3 separate regions of the Mus musculus genome follow, and all the other regions are linked to region 2. A link is a contact called in public Micro-C and promoter capture Hi-C data. All regions are on one chromosome and are shown on one strand. Each heading gives the region's core, a stretch centred on a gene start, on an enhancer-like site or on the middle of the called end of the contact. The rest is flanking DNA. Distances are from core to core; before and after follow the strand shown. Region 1 holds the start of Ppp2r5c (protein phosphatase 2, regulatory subunit B', gamma). Region 2 holds the start of Traf3 (TNF receptor-associated factor 3). Region 3 overlaps Ppp2r5c (protein phosphatase 2, regulatory subunit B', gamma).

Evidence for each region. Promoter capture Hi-C pulls out the DNA fragments that hold promoters and counts their contacts. A called contact is a pair of places that touch in the nucleus more often than the background predicts.
Region 1: a promoter capture Hi-C map of pre-B cells shows a contact between it and region 2, with 2.8 times the contacts expected there. The contact joins the promoter of Ppp2r5c here to the promoter of Traf3 in region 2. A contact is called at or near these places in 3 of 39 promoter capture datasets (the HPC-7 cell line, neutrophils and pre-B cells), 2 of 484 Hi-C or Micro-C datasets (both in embryonic stem cells), 2 of 115 datasets of contacts at active chromatin or transcription factors (memory CD8 T cells and thymic regulatory T cells) and 2 of 9 other capture datasets (adipose tissue and liver).
Region 3: a Micro-C map of embryonic stem cells shows a contact between it and region 2, with 2.9 times the contacts expected there. The contact joins the enhancer-like site here to the promoter of Traf3 in region 2. A contact is called at or near these places in 3 of 484 Hi-C or Micro-C datasets (CD4 T cells, CD8 T cells and embryonic stem cells) and 1 of 115 datasets of contacts at active chromatin or transcription factors (memory CD8 T cells).

What each region holds. Positions count from the first base shown.
Region 1 is chr12:110,445,187-110,448,568 of GRCm38.p6, reverse strand. Ppp2r5c (protein phosphatase 2, regulatory subunit B', gamma) reads right to left here and starts at 1,345. Exons shown (of 16, transcript NM_001373949.1): 1 at 1,184-1,345; 2 at 532-597. The coding sequence starts at 1,210.
Region 2 is chr12:111,164,673-111,167,690 of GRCm38.p6, reverse strand. It overlaps Traf3 (TNF receptor-associated factor 3), which reads right to left and starts at 1,321. Exons shown (of 12, transcript NM_011632.3): 1 at 1,089-1,321. The region is part of intron 2 of 4930595D18Rik (RIKEN cDNA 4930595D18 gene); the gene reads left to right.
Region 3 is chr12:110,479,528-110,482,543 of GRCm38.p6, reverse strand. All of the region lies in intron 3 of Ppp2r5c (protein phosphatase 2, regulatory subunit B', gamma), which reads right to left. All of the region lies in intron 2 of Gm19605 (predicted gene, 19605), which reads left to right. Among named protein-coding and RNA genes, the nearest start is that of Gm19605, 4.6 kb to the left of the region's middle. Within about 2 kb of position 1,508, at least 11 of the 459 cell types and tissues checked have an H3K27ac peak or open chromatin away from gene starts, as enhancers often do. A contact at or near this core is called in embryonic stem cells, where this site is marked.

The DNA of each region.
Region 1 (3,382 bases), core at 96-2,595, 720 kb after region 2:
GATCATTCCAGATATTCTTGAAATAAGCCAAAGCCAGGAAGCAAGAAAAGTCAGGATTCACCAAAGAGGATGGAGGAGCTTGTGGGAAAGGAAATAGAAGACTGTTTAAAAAAAAAAAAAAAAGTACCCAAATTAGAGCCACCAAAACACATCCACACTTAGTTGAAAAGGACCAGACATCAGCAGAAGAGAAGCTTGCCCAGGACACCAGTTCGAGGCTGCAGCAAGGAAAGCAAGGACCGTGGAAGTCACTGAGAGAGCCAGAGACACAGAAAAGGAACGAGGGGGCAGACCCTAAAGCTAGAGACTCCATTTAAGACCAGTTCACTGGGAGGGCTTGAGCTCTGTTAGAAGCCACAAAACTGTTTTTAAAATGTCAGTTTCGCTGTGCACACTTTAATAAAAGAGTGGGGGGGGGGATAAGTAACTCATAAGAAAAGACTTCAGAAACACTTTGGTTTGTAGAGCCTCCGTGTTAGACCCTAGATTAAAGGCTGATCAAGAATAACAATGAGCTTGTCCAGAGGTTACCTCTGTTTCTGCTGTATCTTGTCCTTCTTTTGGACCTTTTCCACTTTTCACCGGTTTTGGTGGTTCCTGGGAATCATCACAAAACAAAAACAAAAAAACAAAAACAAACAACAACAAAAAACCATTAGTGTTCTCAATATTTGGACCGCTAAGCATCAGCTCAAATGCAGTTTCTAAATTGATACATATCACTGAGAGCTTCTGATGGCTTTAATATGTCAGCAGCAAACTACATCATATTGAGTATATTCACAATACCAGCAGCCTTCAAATTCCGTTTCTCTTCATGTCTGTGTTGGGGGGCGGGGGAGGGAGGTGAAAACTCCAGGTAGGGACACGTAACCCCAGCTCTCGGCCCATCCCTTTCTCCCCTCCCACCCTTAAACCTCACAAGTGAGGGTTTCTGGGGCGAGTCCGGAACGCTCCAGCACCCCAGCCCCCGCCACGCAGAGCACTGCACGGAGCATCAGCCGCCACCCAGAGCGACCGCGGCACCTCAGCGCCACCTCAGAGCCTGAGCGGCCTCCCCAGCTCCATGCAATCCTGCCAGCGCCCTGGGCCCGCCCGCGAGCCTGGACGACCTGCCGCCCCGCCCCTACCCGCCGACGCGGGGACCCCAGACCCGGTCCCGGAGCCCCCGGCCCCGACTCACTTTCTCCTTCTTGTTTTTATTCGGCATGGCTGGTGCGGGCCGCCGCCGCCGCCCCTGCCTCCGCCCGCCGCCACTGCCGCTGCAGCAGCAGAAGCGCCCCCGGCCCGGCCGTCGCGCCGCCCCGGCCGCCGCCGCCGCCGCTGCAGCCGCCGCCCGGGGACTGAGTCGCTCGTCCGCTCTCGCTTCCCCTTTTCCAGGCTCCCAGAGGCTGCGGCAGCCGCGGCGGCGGCGGCGGCGGCGGCAGCGGCGGCGGCGTCTCTCCGCCCCTCTCCCGGCAGGCCCCGCCCCCGCCCCAGGCCCCGCCCCGCGCCGGCCCCACGCTGCCCTCTCCCCGCCTCGCCGCCCTCAACGACGCCACGCCATTGGCCGACACGGCCCCACGTGCCCTAACGCTCCGCAGCGTCGCCCCGCCCACTGCGCGGCCTGTCCCCACCCCCTCGGTGCGGACCGGCTCGTGTGCCGGGCTGTGAAGGTTTTGGTGGAGCCATCAGGGAGGGAGCTACTGGGGAGAGGGAGGCGTGTGCGGACAACGGAGGTGATAAAGTCACGGCCGCTGAGCCGGGACGGGGAGGAGAGCAAAGGACAGTGAGGAGCGGGAATGCACATGTGAGATGTATGGCGACTATTCTGTAGCCTTCCAGGCACGAAAAACTCTACCCCATAAGCCTGGTAGCGGTGACGCTCGTGCAGTGCGGAGGAGACCCGGGACCGCGCGAGCGGCGGTTTCCTTGGGCCATTAGGCCCCGCCCACGAAGGCAATGCTGCTGGCTCCGGGGTACGCTCCGCCCACCGCACGCCTCAGAGGCGGGGCTCGCCTCAGCCCCGCCTATAGAGTCCACGCCTCTCCTTTCGTCCCCGCCCACGCGAGCAAAGGAACTCTCCCCAGAGCAGACTCTGCCCACGGCGGTCCAAGTGTAGACTGCCTAGTTCCCCTGTGGTCCTGCACGCCGAAATTTCTCTGTTCCAGACTCACCCGCAAGGCAACCGGCTTCCCCAATGTAGGCACCGCCCACCTTACGTCTTAGGGATTGGATCCACCTAGGCCGAGCCCATCAGCTGCTCACTCTGAGACTCTACCTGCACACTGCCACCCATCGCCCCGGCCCACCAGGGAGGTAGTCAGATCAGTGTAGGCTTTTTTTCCGAGCCCATTACGTCTGAGCAGCCCTGCGTCTTTGTTATTCTTTAATTACCAGTGGTCGTTAGCCTGTGAGAAAACTGCATGAAGACCAGGGATCACTTGATTCTCTCACTTCTCTAGTAGCTCTTTATGAGGGAAGAAGCTAATTCGCTACTTATACAGTCCTGTTTTTGGAGTTGTCAGTGTCTGACATCCTATGCTAAGGGGGAGCACTCAGAAGGAAGACTGTAGGAGTGAACTGTTTCGAGTGCAGGAGACTTCAGGCGCTCACTCATGATTTAGGAGGTGCCTTCGTCATAAGCTTTGAGCCTGCTAGACAAACGCTGGAGACTTCAGCTACGTACCCAGGCCAAGGCACTGAAAAATCGATGTATCTTAACCCTTGGTTTTTGTTTGTTTTTGTTTTAACTCTTGTAAATGCCAAGCAAAGCATTTTTGGTTGTTCTCACCCAAGCTCTGTGGGGGTTAAAAAAAGAGAGATTTATCAAAACCCAGAGGTGCTGTAGGAGGTTCTGAGAGTAAGTTGTGTCTGCTGGTGTCTGAATGTTCACCAAAATAAAACTAATCTGCAGATAATCGTGACAGACTGGAATGGGTATTTTTACAGAATGGGTATATGACAGAATCTTAAGTGGATTAATACTTTCCTTGAAACAAATAATTAAAAAAAATACCACGAGTTACTTTGAAATTTTAAAATTAGGCGCTATCAATGTAGTAAGCATGGTACAAATTTAAATCAGGAAAGAGTAAGTAGATCTGAAGTTACTGCGTTTTGGCCATGGAACAAGGAGGAGTCTGGGCTTTCAAGGAAATACGCTGATTTCATGAAATACGCCGGTATCATGGCATGACCCAGGATTGCACATCCTTGATCCATTTGACAGACATTTGCTGGACATCCATGATGTTCAGTACAGCACAAAGAGCCCCTTAGTGAGCAAGGTGTCTGTCTCCCTTGTTCCCTGAGAAGTCACATGCCTGGATGGGAACAAGAAGCCCTGTGCCATCCTGCAGGATGGGTGGCAAGTCCGAAGGAAAGGGGTGGAGATGGTCTA
Region 2 (3,018 bases), core at 72-2,571:
CCCTGAACAATTTCTACATATAAGCATTTTACACACAATACAAAACAGCATTTCTAAAGATTTCACTTGTGTATCTAGTCACAGAAATGCTACCAAAAAAAAAAAAATTATGGCTCCTCTTCAGTTGTATGCTGTGAATGTAAATTAAGATGACAATACAACACTCGATAAACCCTTTAAGACTCCACAAAAAAAGAGCATACTTACAAATGTGTGTACGTAACACACACACACACCCTTCTATTTCATTCTCAAAACTGAGTCAAAGCTCAGTACAAAAGCCGTGAAAATAAAATCAGTTCCTTCAACCGATCATTAATCTGAATGCTTCTTCGATTTCAGAGCACGTCCACAACACTTCACCCATTTGCATGTTGTTGCCGTTTTAAATTAAAGGTAAAGAATTGTCCACGCAGAATTCTCTCTAAAGGTCTAATCCTGATACCCGGGTCCCCAACCGGTGGTGATGACAGTGTAGAAACGTGGCGAAACGTACATGAGCCATAGCCTGGCGCCTCCAAAACCTGCAAGCCCCGCGGCAAGGATCGTTTTAATGGCTCGCCCGTGGGGAGCCCACTCTGACCTTTGGTGTTAATCGAAGGTGGAAGGTGTGCATTCGGCCCCAGCTGGATCCCAGAACCGCCTGCCTTCCAGCCTCTCTGCAGCTCTCCGACTATGAATCAGTCATTCATCTGCAGAGCAATGACTCAGTATAAACTTTTAAATAATGGCTCAAAAACCCACCTCCACCAGCCAGGGCGAGCACGCTCATCTATGCGGGCACCCTGTCTCCGCCGCTCCGCACCGCGCCAAAGCCCCGGGCCTCGGAGATGCTGACGGCTCGGCACCCCTCGGGGCGGGCACCCAGGGCTCGAGGCCTGCCTGCCCCGTCTGCCCGGAGCGCCGGCGCCTCGGGCCCGGAGCTGGCCGCACACACAAAGTTTCCAAAGTTGGGGCGGCGGGCGGGCCGCACCGCAGACGGTGAGGCGGCCGGGCCTGGCAGCGAAGGACCCGCCGGGCCCGGGGCCGCCGCCGGGATGGAGCCGCCCGCCGCCCCGCCGCCCGCCGCCCCCGGCCCGCGACCTTACCCCGAGGCCCGCCCGTTCGGCCGGCTCAGGGGCGCCGCGCGCATCCTCCGCCGCCTTCTGCAGCGTCCAGCTCCCCGGGCAGCCCCATGTCGGGGGGCGGGGAAGGGCCGGCGGCCGCCGCCGCCGCCGCCGGCTGGAAAGTCCCTGCTGGGCTGCAACCCGGCTCGCGCACGCGGCGGCCGCCGGCCGCGCCGCCTCACGCACCCTCGCGCTGGCACTTCCTCTCGCGCGCTGGAAATCCCCGCGGGCCGCCTGGGCGCGCGCCCCAGCGCGCCCGCCCCCGCCGCCCGCGCGCGCCTCCCCGCCCCCCCCCTCATCCCCTTCGGCTGGCGCGCGCCCGCGCCCGTTGCTAGGGACCCTCGGCCCCGCGCTCGCCGCCGGCCTTAGCAACGGCGGCGCGCGCCCCAGGCCCTCAGGGCCCTGGCCCCTCCGCGCGCGCGCGCGCGCCCTCGCGCCCCGCCCGCGTCCCGGTCTTTCCGGGTCAAAAAGCCAGTCGAGCGGAGGGGAAGCAAGGAAGGTTCCTCGCCTTGCCACCTCGACGGGCGGCCCAACAGTCTCGCCTACTCGGGCACTCAGGTCCTTGCACCTGTAGAAGACACTCACTCGCGGGCGCCCATTGACACGCGTGCAGAGTTCGTTCCTAGTGTCTCCTGTCCAAGAACACACATCTTCACCGACAGAGTTCACAGGCAGGCGGGCAGGTCTCACAGTCCACATTAGCACACAGCCATGCCACCCTCACACATGCCCCTCGTATGCTCACAGGCGGGTCTGGTACCATCTGACCCAGCTCTAGGGGTTTAGCAGAGTCCTCCTCGGCTCCCTACATACCCACCCGAAGTGGATCTGCCCTGTGTGGACAGGGTGGCCAATTTGTCCTGGGTACTTCTCTAAGCCAGGGACACCCATTTCTCCAGCAGCTTCATCTTGCTGTCTCATGGTCACAGGGCCCCACCAGATGTCCCTACTGCCATGGCAAGATGGGAGCAAATGGGGGTCTATCCTTACAAAGTTCAGACACTTGAGCAAAGAGGCCATGATTGTTTCCAAGTCATCTGGAAGCTCACACATCCCTTCTCAATAAAGTTTGTCGGATCCTAGGCTGGAACGGAGACCAGTGTGACCAGGCTGCGCAGGAAGTCCAGCATCTTCTGTCCAGCTTACCTCATGGAATGTTCTAGAAGCCTGGATAGTCTGACAGGACATCTCTGAATGCAGTAGCCCAACAGGTGCCTGTTCGAGAGCCCACATAGGCCTTGCTAGCCAGGCTCAGCTAGGCCAGTGGCGCCCTCATCTGGGCCACAGGCCACAGTTCTGAGTTCAGAGTCAGGTCAGATCCAGGGTTCCCCAAGGCAACAGTGCTAGAACGACAGTCCCATCTATGAGGACCCTGGAGCTCACTATTAGCCCCTTTCCCCTCGTGGGTGTCTTTAATGGCCCGGAATGCTCAGAGTGCCCCTGCCTTCTTTAACCGTGTTCTCAGACCTCTACTGTTCGACCCCAGCCCTGTCCAGGGCACCTTTCTCACACGCCTTTCACGGCACAAGGAAAACTGCCCAAATCCAGAAAGGCTTCCTTCTCTAGGCTGCACTATTTGGACTCTTTTCAAATAAGCCACCAGGCAGAAGGTACAAAGACCTGTGCGTGGGGCTTCCTATGGCTGCGTGGCTCCTTTTATTCTCTGCCAAAGCACTAGTAAGCCTTCTTCAGAATGAGTGGGTAGAGTCCAGCCGCGTGGAGCTCTCTACGGGTGAGACCAGCTGCTGCTCCCCCACCCCGAGCCCTTCTTCTCCCATTTAGCAGCTCCAGACCCCCTGTTTTGGGGAAACACAGAGGGCAGCATAAAGAAGTTTGCCCCATCAGAGCCAGGGCTTTGGGGGCGGGTTTCTGGCCACCGCAGCGCCAGTTGCTGGGCAGAAGTGATGAGCAG
Region 3 (3,016 bases), core at 259-2,758, 690 kb after region 2:
TGATACAGAGAACAGTAACTGCGTTGTGCCAGAGCTTTGACAACAGAGCTATCGACTGCTCACTGGCTTAGAAAACAGTCAGGCAACAGGCACCGAGAGGCTTTGCTTAGTAATTTTACTTTAAGAACCCATTCTAAGCCGGGCTTGGTGGCGCATGCCTTTAATCCCAGCACTCGGGAGGCAGAGGCAGGCGGATTTCTGAGTTCGAGGCCAGCCTAGTCTACAGAGTGAGTTCCAGGACAGCCAGGGCTACACAGAGAAACCCTGTCTCGGGGGGAAAAAAAAAAAAGAAAGAACCCATTCTAGAAATAAAATAACCATGGATGAAACAGTTCACTAAAAACATATTTTACAACTGGGCTGAAATATGACACGTAACACAAAATCTATTCTTTATTACATTTACCTGGGTCTGTGCCCCCCCCCCCCCACACACACACACATACCACGCCATGAAACAGAGGACCCACCTACAGGAACCAGACCTTTTCTTCTAGCATGTGTCATCTCCTGAGCCACCGTGCCAGCCCCATCCTAACTAACCATTTTCACGTGTGCACCTCAGTGGTCTAGAATCTTTCAGATGGGTGCCCTGACGTGGAATGGAGTAAATCCACTCTAAACTCTGTGAGGTACCTCCATATGGTTGTTAAAGTTCTTGTACCATCTGCTGTTCCTACCAACAGCACACAAGTCCCCGTCCTCTTCCGTCAGCAACACTGGTTTGCGTGTAATCTCGAGGTAGTTTTCATTTGCATCATTAATGATTAGTGATGCTGAGCCTGTATGCTTGGGCCTATGGGTCATTAGTGTATATTCTGAGAAATGTCCACTTGAGTCTTCTATATATTTAAATGAAGTTGTTTCGCTGTTGTGCATGTGTAGGAGTTCATATGGTCAAGATATCAATCTGTTATCAGGCTTGTCATTTGCAAATATTTCCCTCTCCTCTGTAGGCTGCCCATTCTGACGACTGTGCACCCTCACACACACTGAGGTTTTAAGGGTGACATAGCACAGTTTACCTAGTTTGTCTTTTATTATCTACAATATTTAACAACGTGTCCAAAAATTCACTGGAATCTAATACCATGAACTCCCCACTGCCAATTCCTTCAAAGACTTTTTATACTTTTGGTTGACAGCACTTAGGATTTTGACGCCTTCTGAGGTAATTATGTTTGTGGACTTCCAGTTTCCAGTACTTTCCCGCTCTGAGCTGGCTTTACTCCTGGCTCTCTATGCTGGTTTAGCCTTGGGTGTTGTTATGGAAACCCACAGTCATCCTGTTTACTGTAACTTTGTTGCTTTAAAATCAAGATGCGTAAGGTGCCAGCCCTTTCCTTTTTCAAGATTTGGAATGTCTTGGTCTTCCCAGTGGATTTTACGATGACTTTTTCTGTTTCTAGATGAAACCATTCACCTCTTGGTAGGACTGCCTGCATCTGTAGGTCCCTAGGCTGGCACTGATCCCTTAACAACCCTAGGCTTCCAATCCAAGAGCATTGGCTGCTCCTCTGGTGGTTTGACTCCCATAGACTCATGAATTTGAATGCTAGTCCCATAGGGAGTGGCGCTGTTAGGAGGTGTGGCCTTGTTGGAGTAGGTGTGGTCCTGTTGAAGTAGGTGTGGCCTTGTTGGAGTGGGTGTGGCCTTGCTGGAGTAGGTGTGGCCTAGAGGAAGTGCATTACTGTTGAAGTGAGCTTTGAGATTTCCTATGTTCAAGCTCCACCCAGTGTGAAATTTCAGTTTCCTTTGGCTGTCTTCGGGCCAAGACACAGAACTCTTGGCTCCAGCAGCGCCATGTCTGCCTGCATGCCACCATGCTTCCCGACATATTGATAATGAACTAAACCTCTGAAACTGTAAGGCAGCCCCAATGAAATGTTTTCCTTTATAAGAGTTGCTGTGGTCGAGGTGTCTCCGAAATAAAACCCTAACTAAGACACCCTCCTCTCTTCAGCACTGTCTTCTATCTCTGTTCTGGGTGTCTTAGAGTTTTTAGTGAGGAGTTTCTCAACTCCTTAATAAGAAATTCCTAAGAAATTTATTCGTTGAGAATATGACCTGTTATTTATGATTCTAAGACACTGTAAACTAATTTAATGTCAAAGGAACTGAGAAAGGTTGTGAAGTTTATACAGCCATACACGTGTAAAAATTAGAAATATGAGCGGAAAAGGTGACACAACTTCTCAGTGTCTAGGAGGCCACTGAGGGTGGCACGGATGCACTGGCCACTCTTTAGCGCTCTCACTATTGTCAGCATTGCTAAAGTCGTTTGCTCCGGAGCTGAAGGGGGAGGGGGGAGGGCACTGGAAAGAGGGAGCCGTCAATGGCCCACGAAGCTTCCTTCTTTGGCTGGGAATGAAGCAGCATGCCTGTGTGATCCTGTGTGTGCCACGTATGACTGTAGGTCTCTGCAGCCACGCCTGTCTGCTGCAGGAGGAAGCTTCCCTGATGATGGCTGAACAAGACACTGATCCATCGGTTAGCAGAATGCTATTAGAAGTTCCGATACGCCATAGTGATCCCCTTGCTGAGTTCAAACCAAAGTGCAGGACCCAGGCAGGATGCCACTAAGCCCAGTCCAAACAAGGTCAGCAGAAGGCAGGTGCAGCCATTGCTCGCCTCAGAACACGCCTCTGTCCACCAACTGAATACCGGAAGGTCCCCACGTGATGATTGGGGACACAGCAGAGCCACTTATAGAACCTATGTGGAGACTAACCCTGGAGTGGCCACTGGGCTTGACCACTCTGGGGGCGTGGCTCCCCCCCCTCCCGCAGGCGAGCCCTCAGACAGTGTATAGTGCCTGGAGGGTGCTCTGTTAGTGTATGGCAAGAACAGGTTGAGCACTCGGCAGCCCCCCATCTGGTCAGAGTGCCTTGACTACTCTCACATCTCTTCCTGGCAGTGCAAGACTAAGAGGGAGGACATGCTGCTGCATCCCGGCAGTCAGAGCACCACCCGCGGTTGTGAAGAAGACTCCCATACCGCAGGCGAGGCCGTGGCC